Linked DNA regions of Mus musculus: region 2 is linked to region 1. The links are chromatin contacts, called in public HiChIP or PLAC-seq maps. All regions are on one chromosome and are shown on one strand. The core of a region is the stretch at or near the end of the contact, and the rest is flanking DNA. Distances in the headings are between cores, read along the strand shown. Region 1 overlaps Kdr (kinase insert domain protein receptor). Region 2 has its middle 25 kb from the start of Srd5a3.

Region 1 (6,942 bases), core at 4,421-6,920:
CGCTTTAATGAGTTAGTGAGCTTCCTCAGTGACTAATGGCTGAAACATTGTGAGCCTTTTTATAGCTAGAGTCGAATGTAAGCAAAGCAACAAAATTTACTCATTTAAAGTTTAATGCTAAGGGCTGAGTTTGGAGCCCTTCTCTGAATGCAGAGAACTATGAGAAGCCTTGCCTTTCATCAATATATACTACAGGGTTGTTGCTATTGTTGCTACATCAGTACATGCTATAGCATGCTACTATTGACCAGCGTCCCTGGTAACCAGGGAAGGGACAATGAGTGCTCACTGCTTCTCTTCTATCTAGCTTTACCCTTGGGGTTTCCTTCTCAGTTATATTTTCTCTGTGGAATGTGCAGTGTCTCTCTCCAATTCCTGTTATCAGGATAAGATATTTTAGCTTAAAGACAGACAGACAGACAGACAGACAGACACACACACACACACACACACACACACTCACAGCACCATGATCCTGTTATACCTATGCTGGCTCCTGAGCTGTGAGTCTGTGATTCATGTTCTGTCAGCTGCACACAACTGCAGACCCCAACATTGTATATGATTCTTCAAACAAAAAAACCCAACCCATCTTCCTGGGTTCCATCCCCTACTGTGGTTAGTAGGCACTCTTAAAGTTCATGTGGTAACACATGATATGCACTCACTGATAAGCCCAGAAACTCAGAATACCCAAGATACAATTTGCAAAACACATGAAACTCAAGAAGAAGGAAGACCAAAGCATGGATACTTCGATCCTTCTTAGAAGGGGGAACAAAATACCCATGGAAGGAGTTACAGAGACAAAGTGTGGAACAGAGACTGAAGGAATAACATCCAAGGACTACCCGACCTGGGGATTCATCCCATAAACAACCACCAAACCCAGACACTACTGCAGATGCCAATAAGATTTTGCTGACAGGAGCCTGATATAACTGCCTCCTGTGAGGCTATGCCAGTGCCTGACAAATACAGAAGTGGATGCTCACAGTCATCCATTGGATGGAGCACAGGGTCTCCAATGAAGAAGCTAGAGAAAGCACCCAAGAAGCTGAAAGGGTCTGCCACCCTATAGGAGGAACAACATTATGAACTAACCAGTACCCCCAGAGCTCCCTGGTACTAAACCGCTAATCAAAGAAAACACATGGTGGGACTCATGGCTCCCGCTGCATATGCAGCAGAGGATGTCCTAGTTGGCCATCAATGGGAGGAGAGGCCCTTGGCCTTTCGAAGATTCTATGCCCCAGTACAGGGGAATTCCAGGGCCAGGAAGCAGGAGTGGGTGGGTTGGGGAGCAGGGGGAGGGGATAGGGGGATTTTTGTTGAGGAAACTAGGAAAGGGGATAGCATTTGAAATGTAAATAAAGACAATATCTAATTTTTAAAAAGTTGATGTGTTAAAGGGGTGAGCACATAGCACTCCACTCCACAAAGTCACATGGTGGTGATAATTAGAGGTGAGACTTTTGGGGGCAATTGGATTAGAAGAAATCATGAGATTTAGGCTCCTAGGTGGGTGGCATCAATATGTTAAGAGAAGATAGAAGAAGGGAGGTGTTTGCTAGCCCACTCGCTCTGCCTTGCCTGGGATGTACCTCCATGACCACGTCATGCATCAAAAAGGCCTTTAGCAGAAGCCAGCACTTTGATATTAGACTTCCAAGCCCCTGCCTCATAAGCTAATACCTCTTCTTCATAAACTATGATGTCTGTGGTATTCTGCTGTAGTAACAGGAAATGGATAAGAGGTCCCCTAAGATATCTGTTATAAAAGGGGGGAAGGGCAGAATAAAACTGGGGCAAAAATAAAAGGGAAGAGGCCCAGATGTCTTATACTCTTTCCCTTTTTCTTAGCAAGGTGTCTAACATTTGAAAAACCACACAAATGGTGTGCAAGAAGACACTGTCATCAACAAATTCATCCATCCTGTGATGTAACATCCTCATAAAAGTAAGTTGGCATCAAACATTAAGATACGTATTGTATGTTTATTTCTTTATATTTAAACTTAAAACAGCGAAACTGCCGAGGCTGGTGTTTTTGAGGTACCAAAAAGCTAGAAGTTCCCTACTATGGAGAAGAATCTTAGGTGTAACTCAGTGTCTTCTAAGGACATCTACTCGATGTTGTTGACAGTTTATTGCAGCCTTCGTGTTATCAGTAGTCCTGGCTCAAACACTTTCTCCTAATTCCCTGCCCTTATCTCTGAGTGAGACTTCTGGGCTGGAAATGGTGTGTCTTCCACGTCAGCTGCAGGACTGCAGGCCAACCTGGCTGGGGCCAAACTCTTGTCTCCCCTGCCAGATTCCAGCACATTTCTCCATCCCAGTCAAAACGGAGTAAACAATTTTATTTTGCCTTGTTAATTTCTTTTACATGTAGGAAGAGTCTGCAATGCTCGGCAGGACTGGGCTTCAAGTTGCTGTCAATTTTTTTTTTTCTTTTACAAATTTTTGTCTACCTCCTTCACTTGGAGAAGCTTTGTTTGAAAGTACAATTTTAATTTTAATATTAGTATTAGTGTTAGTATTCATGCAGTGTGTGTTTGGTGTCTGTTTCTGCTATCTGTGTATATGTCTTTGTCTGTGTAGATATAAGTGTACGGCATGTATCTTCAGGTTTCCTCGGAGGCCAGAAGCCATCAGGCTTCTTGGAGCTGATGTTATCAGGTGTGAGTGCTGGCTTATCACATTTGGGTGCTGGGTCATCAAACCTGGGTCCTTTGAAAGAGCAACAAGCTCTTGGCCACCGAGCTAGCTTATCCCTCTAGCATGATTTTATAAACATGGAGTCTAAGCCCTTTTTGAGCTGCACTCGCTGCCTAATGAAGAGTGCAGACAGGCCCACTACTTCTAAACGAGGACAGTTGTATCGGAAAAGTGTCCAGTTTTCCTAAAGATTTTCTAAGTTTGCCAACATTTTATCGCCCAAGGATGCATCTCTGACTCAGAGGCAGAGAGGAAGAAGCTAAGGGAGACAGGAGAGCTCGGTTAAGTTACCTACTTCTAAGCATAAGGTTATGGCTTTCATTTTCTTCTCTCTTTTCACTGCAGAGGACAAGAGTGTTCATTGAGGAGGAGGCCTGACTAGGGACCAGAAGCTCAAACCTCCCCACAGCTCTCTCCTCTCCTGTGATGTTGTGGAATAGAAAGCGAGCTGCCAGGGGAGTGCAGGCACTAAGGGGGCGGTGGGCAGAGAAACAGAAGGTGAGCAGACAGAGGACACAAGGAGGAGGATGGAGTGAAGGGCATGAAGGAGAGAGAGCAGAAGCCTTGGGGGGCACAGGCAAAGCCGTGCTTCAACATACCAAATGCCTCCACTTAAAAATTTGAACCTAGGACCAAGCAAGAAGCACTCTAAAAAGCTACTGCCATGTCTTCAATGCAGGGGCAAGAGAGGAGAGGAAAACCAGCTAGCAGACATGTGGAAGACAGAGAGGTCGCAGAGGCCAAACCCTACCTGTAATCATTCTGCATAGGGTGAGGAAGGCATTCCTCAGAAAGTGTGGAGTTTTGCTTGCATCCAAATTCCTGACATCAGAAACGACGCCAGAAGCCACTTTCGAGAGGCCAAGCCATTTTTTTTTCTCTGAAAGGGAAGAAAACTCTGTTTTTCTCTGGGGTCTTCCCACCCTGACTAACCTAGGTTCTCTTTCCATTCATTTAGTGGAAGAGGCTGGATAAAATGGAGGGCGAGGAGCTCCCTGCAGGGCCTGGTTAATGGGTCCCAGCAATATCCCTGGCTGTTAGGAACACACACAAACACACACACACATACATACACACACACACACACACACATACATACACACACATACACACACATACATACACACACACAGACACACACACAGACACACACACAGACAGACACACACATACATACACACAGATACACAGATACACACATACATACACACACATACATACACACACATACATACACACACACACATACACACACACACACATATACACACATACATACACACAGACACACATACATACATACATACACACACACACACATACACACACATACACACACACAGCTACTTTTTAAATCATAACATTGGGGAGAATGCCTTAGCAAGATGGTAGGGTTGAAGAGTAATGAAATCTGGATATTTCTCCGACTACAGGGAGAAGAGTCACACATCATAAATAGAACTGCCATGTTGACAGTCTGCTTGCCAAAAAAAATAAAAAATTAGACCTTGCTTTACTTTGTGTATGAAAAGAAACCTCTGGTGGATGAAAATCTAATAAAAAACCCTAAATTTTGGTATTACTTTAGATTTGAGGAGAAGTACTTCATAAAAAAAGCAAATAAAACCCTGAAAGCTATTTTTTTAAAAAAAAAAGATAGCCATATTTGATTAGATAAACATTTCAAACTCTTATATTTAAGAAAACATGTCAGTGAAGTCCAGACACGGTAGTGCATGCCTGCAATCTGCACTGTGGAGATGGAGAGAATAGAACCGGAGCTCTGTGCTATCCTTAGCTACATAGGCAGATAGGGGCCAGCCTGGGCTGAAGACCGTCTTTCCCAAACACAAGAAAATCATGGTCAGCATTGCTAGAGGTGGAGACCCAGGCTAGCACCAGGGATTTGCTTTGCTCTTTGTATTCAGACAAAAGCAGTCCCTCAAAATGTCGATAACGGATCTTACACTCTGACCTTAGCTAGACAGTGAAGTGTTCCTGCATCTGCTCCAGGATCTCACACCAGAGATCTGAGGTTCACTGGGAGGCCACACAACTACACATCCCACGGGCTCGGGATGTGACAAGGACGTGTTTCTGTATGAATTATGATTGTAACGAAGACGAGGCATGGAGCTGTTGTGATAAGATGATAACACTGGGTCTCTTTACTCAGAATACGTTTATTGGTTTATAAAGCATATAAACATTTGATGAAATCATTCCTCCTAAGAACAGAGAACAAGGACACGTAGAACACACTCACATTATACCTGACTCCTCCTCCTCCTCCTCCGTTTGAGATGAGAGAGACGGTAGGGTATATAGCTGCATATTCCATGAAAGGATTCCTTCGAGTTTCTCAAAGTCTTTAACAAAACAACAGCGGCTGCTGAAAGCCTTGTAATCTCTCTAGTGGTACATAATACTGATACAAAAGGTGGGTAGTACAAAGTTCATTATATATAATATAACGTTTTAATATATTACATTTGTTCTACATAACAGACTATAAATAGATGTGCCATAGCATGTTTAACAGTCATTGCTCCCAGCTCTTCACACTATGGTACCAAATGAAAAGAACAGTTTCTTTCTTTCTTTTTTTTTTTAACATAAGCACACAGGCAGAAACCAGTAGACATAGTTTTATAGGTTAAAATTCTAAAGGATACAGTAGATGTTATCATAACCTCGGCTAAAAAGTAATTTCGAAATCTGGCTAGTGATTATCTGGAGAGCAAACCAACCAATTAAGATTTTTCTGCCATCAGGAAGCCACAAAGCTAAAATACTGAGGACTTGGGGGCCTGACAGGAGTGGAGATAGAGGAAGAACACCAGCCTGAGCCTTTACCGCCACTTGACAGAGAACCCTCAGACACTGCCACCAGGGCAGCCACGTGGGTCTCCACCCAGCAGAAACCCTGAGTTTCTGTTCTGTTCTCACAATTCTTCGGCCCCGTCAGGAGCCTCTGCCGACGTTCCTCTCTTTTGGTGTTCTGAATTAAGGCACAGCCTGAGAGATGAGGAAGGAGCAAGCTGCATCATTTCCTTCCTGGGGCCAGGCCAGGAGACACGTAAGAGTCCGGAAGGAACTCTCATTAGGAGTAGGAAACGCCACAGGGAACTCGCCTGTAACCCGACTGTGAAGAGCACGCAAACCTTCCAAAACCAAACCCTGCCGGCCGCCTTTGCGTTTCCTGACAGGCCACAAGCCCACCTCCACCAGAGCCAGCACAATGCATCTGCAGGCTCCAACCGCTCTCCGAGCGAGCTTGCGCCTTCCTTCCTCCCAGTCCACATCCCACACTTAACACTTGGCTCATAGCCCGCATCCTCCACAAAGCCTCCAAGGTAGACAGACTCGGCCCTGGGACATCTCACCCATCCTCAACACACAAAGCATTGCCCATTCGATCCAGTTTCACAGAGGTGCCGTTGCCACTTCTTGGAGGACAGAGCCACTGTTTGAAAGTCTTTTGCTTTAACTGGTAGTGAGACCACAGCAGGGCACATTATATAGGACTTTTAAATGAATGGAAAAGAGAGTAGAGTCAACACATTCTTGGGTCATGGGCATCTTCTCTGGAAATGCCCTGAGGACAAGCTCCTTGCAGTCTGAGGTCCCTCCTCCAAAAATGAAAATCAAATGTGGCTACTTCCGGGTGGTGGAAAGAACAACACTTGAAAATCTAAGCAGCACCTCTCTCGTGATTTCCAGGAGTTGGGGGCGGAGCCGGGACAGGACCACTTCCATTTAAACAGGAGGTGAGCGCAGTGTGGTCCCTGAGTCAGCGTGAACTGCAGCATCCACCATCTTTAAAAGTCCTGCCTCGTCGCTGGAGTACACGGTGGTGTCTGTGTCATCTGAGTGATACCCAGACTGGTAGCCACTGGTCTGGTTGGAGCCTTCCGAGGCCACAGACTCCCTGCTTTTACTGGGCATCATTCCACTGTAGAAGAAACAGCAAGCGAATGAATTAAAAAGGGAAGCCGGCTCATTTGCTTTACACAGTCACCAAAGCCCGAGCTCAAGGAAGTAGAATCCCCTCCAGAGACACTAGCCCCTCTCTCTCATTCCCTAATCAGCCTCAGACAAGGTCTACTCTCAGGTACTGGCATGAGCTAGTAGTCGCAGATAAGTCCTCTTATTCGGGTCCAAGTCTTTCAAGCTTGAGACGAGATAAAAGGCCGTTCTGCTGAGGTATGCAGAGCCCCCAAC
Region 2 (7,115 bases), core at 2,502-5,001, 180 kb after region 1:
ATAGTGAGTCATTTATAAAAAACAATTACTGAGTGATTCTCTGTTGATTCATCTGGCCAGTCACTGAGAAGTTTTCATGGGACTAGCGAGGATTCTTTTGGTCCTAGGGAAAAAAGCTAAAGGATGAGGTTCTGGGTGTGGTCCAGGAAGACTAAAAAGAGCCACCCCTACTAATTTTCTGGAACTGGCCTGCCCTTATTGTTTGAGTAGTTTGTCCTGAGACCATGGGAATTGCTGTGGCTACAGTTAATTGCTTTATCGTAAAGACCAGACTATGGAGAGAGGCTGTTGTATGCTCCTCCGATATGCAAATTTGTATGTTTTACTTGGAACCTCAGCTTTGCTTCTGTAAAGTGGGAAGAAGAATAATACATATCTCATCGCAGGAGCTCCTGGGAAGCCAAAATCAGCTCATGAATGGGCAATGCTCCACAAATATGAAGGAAATTCCAAGGACCACGTCTGGTCGAGAAACCACACATTTTGGTATTTATCCGAAAATCCTCAAAGGTTATGTATCCATACACAAACAAACACTAACACATATGCACACCAGAAAGAAAGAAAGAAAAATCTGTGCATGGAAGTTTAGATAAGTTTTTCTACAAAAATGTCCAAAGTGTGGATGAACCCAAGATGCCTGTGAATGATATGAATAGACACATCCATACAGAAGAGGTTGCAAAATCCCATGTCAGGATCTGTCTCTCTGTCTGTCTGTCTGTCTGTCCATATCTCTGCCTGTTGTCTACAGATCAAGATGTAAAGCTCTCAGCTACTTTTCCAGTTCCATGCCTGCCAATGGGCTGTCACACTCCCTGCCCTGATGATAATGGACTAGCCCTCTGAAACTGTAAGCAAGCCCTCAATTAAATGAATTCTTTTATAAGAGCTGCCTTGGTCATAGTGTCTCTTCACAGCAATAAGACAGTAACTAAGCAAGGGGGATTCATTTTCAGCTATACAGCACTGTACCTCTAGTTAGTCATGCTTTGGCCATTAAAAGCATGGTAAGCAGATATCTATTAAATGTTCTTATTACAATAAAGTTCAGTCAAATAATAATGTTAGTAAATCTCAGGTTCAGGTCACAAAACATGGAATTTCAGAACATTTTCTTCCCAAAAGAATAAAGCAATCAGCTTGAATTTAAACCACTGCTGTCCCTACCTAATGTTCAGAGTCCATTAAGTAGATTTTAAGTCCAAAAAAGGAAATAAGTAACAATCAATCGGTCACTTTCACAACAGAACTGAAATGATTCAGATCATAATTCAACATTCTTCCTAAGCAATTGTAGAAAAGGTTTGCAGCCTATATCTTCATCCTAGCCACTATAAATAGTACTCTTTTCTGTTTATGGGAGAGGGGGAAAAAAGGTTTCTCTAAGAATGTGGTGTGCAAAATGAACAGCCCACTGGCTCTCTCTTTGTTGTAGAATAGGAGGCAATAGATACCTCTGTCTCCTCAGCTGGACAGCTCCAAATAACCAGAGTGAAACACTGGGCATCAGGCTCAGGAGTTGCTTGACAACACTTTCTTCTTGTACCCTAATATGTCCCATACTACTAGATATGTTAGCAAGTGGCTGAGATTGGCCTGTGGTTCCCTGTAGAGAAGATTCATGTTTTTTCCTTTTGGGGTTGCTGGTCCTTGTCAGGTTATGGGGTATTAGCTAATTATTCCTTTTGGTAAATCTGAGTGACTTGTTACCCCAAGGATATATAGGATCCCAGAATCTAATCTATATAGATCCCAAGAGTCTGAAGTCCCACACAGTAATAACTTTACCAATTAGTGAAGTTTTTGGTAAACATAAGAAAATAACCACCTCATGTCGAAGAAATCTCTTATGCCTGCTTGGAAGCTTTGCCTGTCAAGTACAGATAATTGGCCTATAGCTGAGGCAGGAAATAGAAGGCCAGAATTCTCGTAGGAAGCAAGAATTCTGGGACAGAGCCAGGTGTGGGAGATTCACCTGGGGACGTGGAGGAGCACAAAAGCTTAAGAGCTGAATAGAGGTAACCAGCCAATTGGCAGAACTTAGAATAGAATAATGTGACAATTAATACATGAGCTAGTCAGGGAACAGCCATACCTTATGGCCAAGGCATTTGTAAGTATAATTTGAGTCCCAGAGCTCAATTCTGGGAGCTTGGGAAGAAGAGGAAAGACCCCCCTCACACACTTTTACAACTTCATACTAGACTTGCATAGTGTAAGAGTAGAGATACGTATTCCAACATGCGATGTGTGAGCACACTCATAAACAAAATACTAAAATAAATAAAAATAGTATCTCTCCAGGTGACTATAAAAAAAACAAAAACAAACAAACAAAAAAACCCCTCTTTTTATATTTATCAGCAGACATCCTAAAAACCTGAAGACAATTTGGGCCCCAGGTAAGGTTGCGTGCTTGGGTAGCATATGCAGGGATCTAGACCCCATCCCAACACTGTCCCCTACACACACACACACACACACACACACACACACACACACAGAGAGAGTTCTTTCACAGTCACAAAACAGGTATAGGTATGACACAAAATCTCATAGCTAAAATCTCTGAAAGGCATAAAACTTCTCAAGGAATGTTAGTGTGCTTCAAACATTTCAAAATAAGATCTGAGGAGGCTGGGGGTGGGGCACAGTCAGCAAGGGGTTTGCCTAATGTGCAAGAAGGCTCTAGCTAGGTTCAATGCCCAGGACCACATCAACTGCTCATGGTACGCAGTGGCACATATCTGTAATTCTAGCACTATGGTGGTAGAGGCAGGAGGATCAGAAACTCAAGGTTAGCCTCATCCACATAGAGAGTTTGAGGTCAGCCTTGACTACAAAAGACCCTGACTTAACAACAAAACAAGCATGATGGCAGACACCTTTAATTCTGGAACTTGGGAGGCAGAAGCAGGCATATCTCTATGGTCTATCTAGCAAGTTCCAGGCCAGTCAAAGCTACATAGCCTTGTCTAAATCCAAAACAAAATAGAAACAAGGACAGTGTCCCTGAGGGGCTCTGGATTGGCCCCATTGTTCTAAGCATCTTCTCTAGTTTCCGTTCTAGCAGGAAGCAGACTGGGGAGGGACACACGCCCCCCACCCCATACACACACACACACACACACACACACACACACACACACACACAGAGCTTAGAGAGTGTATATGGGCTTCCCCAAGGAAGACATATTTGCTACAGAATAAGATATGAATACAATGCAAATTAAAATAAAAACAGAAATGAAATGTCATTTCCCCCCATCTTAATATGGTGATATTAGGAAAGTGTTCAATGTTAGAATTTCCAGTGTGGAGGAGGTTTGGAGGAATTGAGCCCTCTTGGACAGCTCGATCAGAAGCATAGTATGACCACACCCTCACAGTCAGCCTTCCACGTGAGAGCACGGCCTTGCTGTGGAATCTCAGCCCTGCCACTTAGCACCTGTGAACTTGACCTAGTATCTTCATTTTGGAGCCTTCAGGCAGGCAGGCCTGGGTAAGTGAATGGAGCTTAGCAACCCGGGCATAGTAGGGAGTCAGGAAACTAATCCTGTTGGAAGCAAGGTGCTGGCTGGCCCTTGTGAGTTGGAATTCAATGAACAGCAGCATCCTGTAGAGACTGCTTATGGTCTCCCATCTGTTCTCCCTAACAAAACAAAGGCAAGGAGATTTCATGTGAGCCTTCACACTACAGAAGTCCACGGTCAAGAAGTCCATTGCCCATCAACGTTATCACCGGACTTTACGCTGGCTGCCCTTGAGAATTCCATTACCTAATGTGACTCTCCCAGCAGCTCTGCCAGGCTATCAGCACAGATGGTATTTGTGTTTCCAAAGGAGGAAATAAAGGTTAAGAAGCTACGGGACTTGCCAGTGTCACTTAGGAGCAGGTCAGAAGGTCAAATCAGTTTCCTGTGGTTGTGGAGCCTCTGTGGGAACACCTCTGCTACTCACCTTATCCCAGTGACCAAGAGATTCCAGGTAGTCAGGGCATGGGACAGGTGGGGGAGGTAAGAAGGAAGTCCTAATTCACACCAGTCACTATCTGTCACCTGCCTGCTCTACAAAAAGGAAACCAAATGCCCATTTCCTCTGTAAGAACGTTCCTTTCAATTAAGCCCCTCACATAATTCAACTCCACTGTGCTTGAGCCAGCCTTGGGCACAGGGTGAAAGCACTCAAAACAGGCCGCTGTCGTCTGCTCTTCTCCGTGAGGAAGTCGGCCCTCTTTTCCAGCTCACCCCTCCTTCTCCAAGCTCACCACACAGGAAAACTGTTCTCCATGTTTGCCTGCGCTCTTCTGAGTACTGAAAGGCTGTCCTGTGGTCATATGCCACCTATAAATTCACCAAAATACATCTTCCTTCCCCATTGAAGTGACACGACTTTCTGGCCTAAGTGGCTTTGTTTCTAGCCAACAACAAAAGAAGGAATCTGATTAGGAAAAGTCTCTTGGACTGGTTTTCTAGATCCTTTAATACAGTTCTTCATGTTGCAGTGAACCCCAACCGTAAAATTATTTCCGTTGCTTCTTCACAACTGTAATTTTGCTACAGTCGTAAATTGCAACATAAATAGCTGTGTTTTCCCTATAGTCTCAGATAACCCCTGTGAAAAGGGTGTGTGAGTACTCGAAGGGGTCTCGACCCACTGCCTTAGAGTGAACTGGTCCCAAGAGTTGCAGGTCCTCGAATGCAGTCACACTCTATTTAGGAAAGGGGGAGGGGGAAACACAGTGGAGGAGGTGGGGAAGAAAGGCACATTCTACCAGAAAATGTACAACATTTTTTTGCCTGTGAACACATTTTCACCTGTGAATCCCCAATCTCCTCACTTCCCGTGTGTGTGCGTGTTTGTGTGTGTGTGTGTGCGTGTGTGTGTGTGTGTGTGTGTGTGCGTGTGCATGTGTGTGTGTGCGTGTGCGTGCGCGTGTGTTCTGCTTGCAGTTCTAGATGTGTGTGTGTGCTCTCAATGGTTCCTTTCGCCGTGCCTGGTGCTTCCTGCCTATTGTGGTGGTGATGGACGCTTAGGAGCTCTGGAACCCTCGAAAATAAACTCATGGCTCTAGCTGCATATGTAACAGTGTGGTGCTTCATCACAGCAATAGAACAGCAACTAAGACACTTTGTCTGAGTCATTAGATAACCCAATGAGAACTAGGACCAGAAGAAGCACTTTGCTCTTGGGCTTTGGTCTAGACAAGTTTGGTTTATGTTAAAAAGGCAGCTTTGTATCACTGAGAATACCTTAGGCTTTAAAAATTAGAGGACAGTTTCTGTTTAGCGTTTTGTTGACTGCCAAGTTAAAGAGAGAGAGAGAGGGAGAGAGAGAGAGCAAGCTTCCTCCATATAATGTAGAAGATAGAATTACTTATGGAGTCAGGCAGACTGGGTGCAAATTCATTCTCTACCCTGTAATAGATGCTCCAGGACAAGTCAGTTACTGTCCACACAGCCGTTTCCTCTTCGAAAGTGGAGGTGATGGGCAGTAACTACCCCATCGCTTTACTGTGGCAGTTGTGCCTCACATCAGTCTCTGTACACAACACCTAAGGTATTTCCTAACCTATATTAGCTCTCACTAGAGAGTTACGCAGACAGAAGACCAACAACAGGCTCCTCTGAGATTGGACACTGGAGCAGGAGCAGTGACACATGCAAGCTCTCCGGGGGACTGCTGTGGCAGTGGCACAAGGCTTAATGGGAACTGGAGGTCAACTTAATCTACACCGAGAGTTTTAGCTAGCCTGGACTACATAGCCAGATGCTACCTCCAAAACAAAATCTAACGGGTGCTGGGCACGTCTTCTTTTTTTTTTTTTTTTTTTAAAGATTTATTTATTTATTATATGTAAGTACACTGTAGCTGACTTCAGATACACCAGAAGAGGGCATCAGATCTCATTACGGGTGGTTGTGAGCCACCATGTGGTTGCTGGGATTTGAACTTCGGACCTTCAGAAGAGCAGTCAGGTGCTCTTACCCACTGAGCCATCTCGCCAGCCCCTGGGCACATCTTCTTAAGACTATGTTTTATTATGAGAAGACATTCTTCCGGAAGATGCAGTCTCTTGGATATGGTGTGGCTGGAGTAGGGATAAGATGACCCCGTGGAAGTGGAGGTTAATGACTGCATGCATTGGTTCCTTTCCAGAAAATGTAACACAAGCCTCACAATACTCCTTGTATTAGGCAAAATGGAAAAAGAAATACTTTCTTTTGCTCCATAAAAAATTTTACCAAGTTATCTGAGCCTGACAGAAGCTCGTGAGCAGTTTTCCTGCCTCCATTGTTATTCCATTAAACATCTGGTTATCAAACCCGGACCAAGGATATTATATAATTGGAGATCAACTTTATACCTTGCCCCCAAGAACAGATAACATTTCCTTCTGTTGGTCCAGAATACAGAGCACATAAGGCTTACCTTCCATAGATCATAGTAACGAAAATTACAGAATGAACAAATCAAGAAGGGATTGCATAGGTAATATTAAGTTTGCTCAACCGTTTAAAAACAAGTTTCAGGGAACAAAATACAGGGCATTAGCGCCATCTGCAGGCAGAAGTCCATTTGAAATGGGAGGCGGATGAATCATGAGAAAGGGTACTGACTGATACAGGTGGTGGTACAGGTGGCAGATGTGGCCCACCCTGCATCCTCCAGTAACACCCATGTGGCTACTGAGCATCTTCGGTTTATGTTGTTTCATTTGAAATAGGATCTTACGACACTCAGGCTGACGCTCCTGACTTGAACTCCAGATATCCCTGCCTCCTTTCCCTGACTGCGGAGCTCACAGGCATGAATTCCTTCAAGAAGCTGATATCGGGAAAGTTCAAACTGAGTTGTTCCATAAACACAAAATACAGAATTTAGAAAGTATAAAGTGGAGAAAAGGCTGTGAAACGTATTGAGTACAGTGTTTATATTGTGATTACAGTACATACGGCTACTTCACTATTATTACAACTATTATTTTTACCTACTCACTGTGACTGCTAGAGATGTGAAAGTTCACATTGACACATACATATATTAAGTTCATAAATAAATATTTTTTTAAATTGAAAGGGTTGGCAAGGGGTCAGCAAGTAAGGTCATTT

The links. HiChIP or PLAC-seq counts read pairs in DNA pulled down with a chosen protein or histone mark.
Region 2: a contact with region 1 is called in an H3K27ac HiChIP or PLAC-seq map of heart atrium, with 5 read pairs. The contact joins two enhancer-like sites. A contact is called at or near these places in 3 of 484 Hi-C or Micro-C datasets (the HPC-7 cell line, nephron progenitors and uterus) and 1 of 115 datasets of contacts at active chromatin or transcription factors (heart atrium).

What each region holds. Positions count from the first base shown.
Region 1 is chr5:75,927,946-75,934,887 of GRCm38.p6, forward strand. Kdr (kinase insert domain protein receptor) reads right to left here. Exons shown (of 30, transcript NM_010612.3): 30 at 4,882-6,673. The coding sequence ends at 6,478. Among named protein-coding and RNA genes, the nearest start is that of Gm32727, 46 kb to the right of the region's middle. Within about 2 kb of position 5,671, at least 91 of the 459 cell types and tissues checked have an H3K27ac peak or open chromatin away from gene starts, as enhancers often do. A contact at or near this core is called in heart atrium, where this site is marked.
Region 2 is chr5:76,112,055-76,119,169 of GRCm38.p6, forward strand. No RefSeq gene overlaps it. Among named protein-coding and RNA genes, the nearest start is that of Srd5a3, 25 kb to the right of the region's middle. Within about 2 kb of position 3,752, at least 5 of the 459 cell types and tissues checked have an H3K27ac peak or open chromatin away from gene starts, as enhancers often do. A contact at or near this core is called in heart atrium, where this site is marked.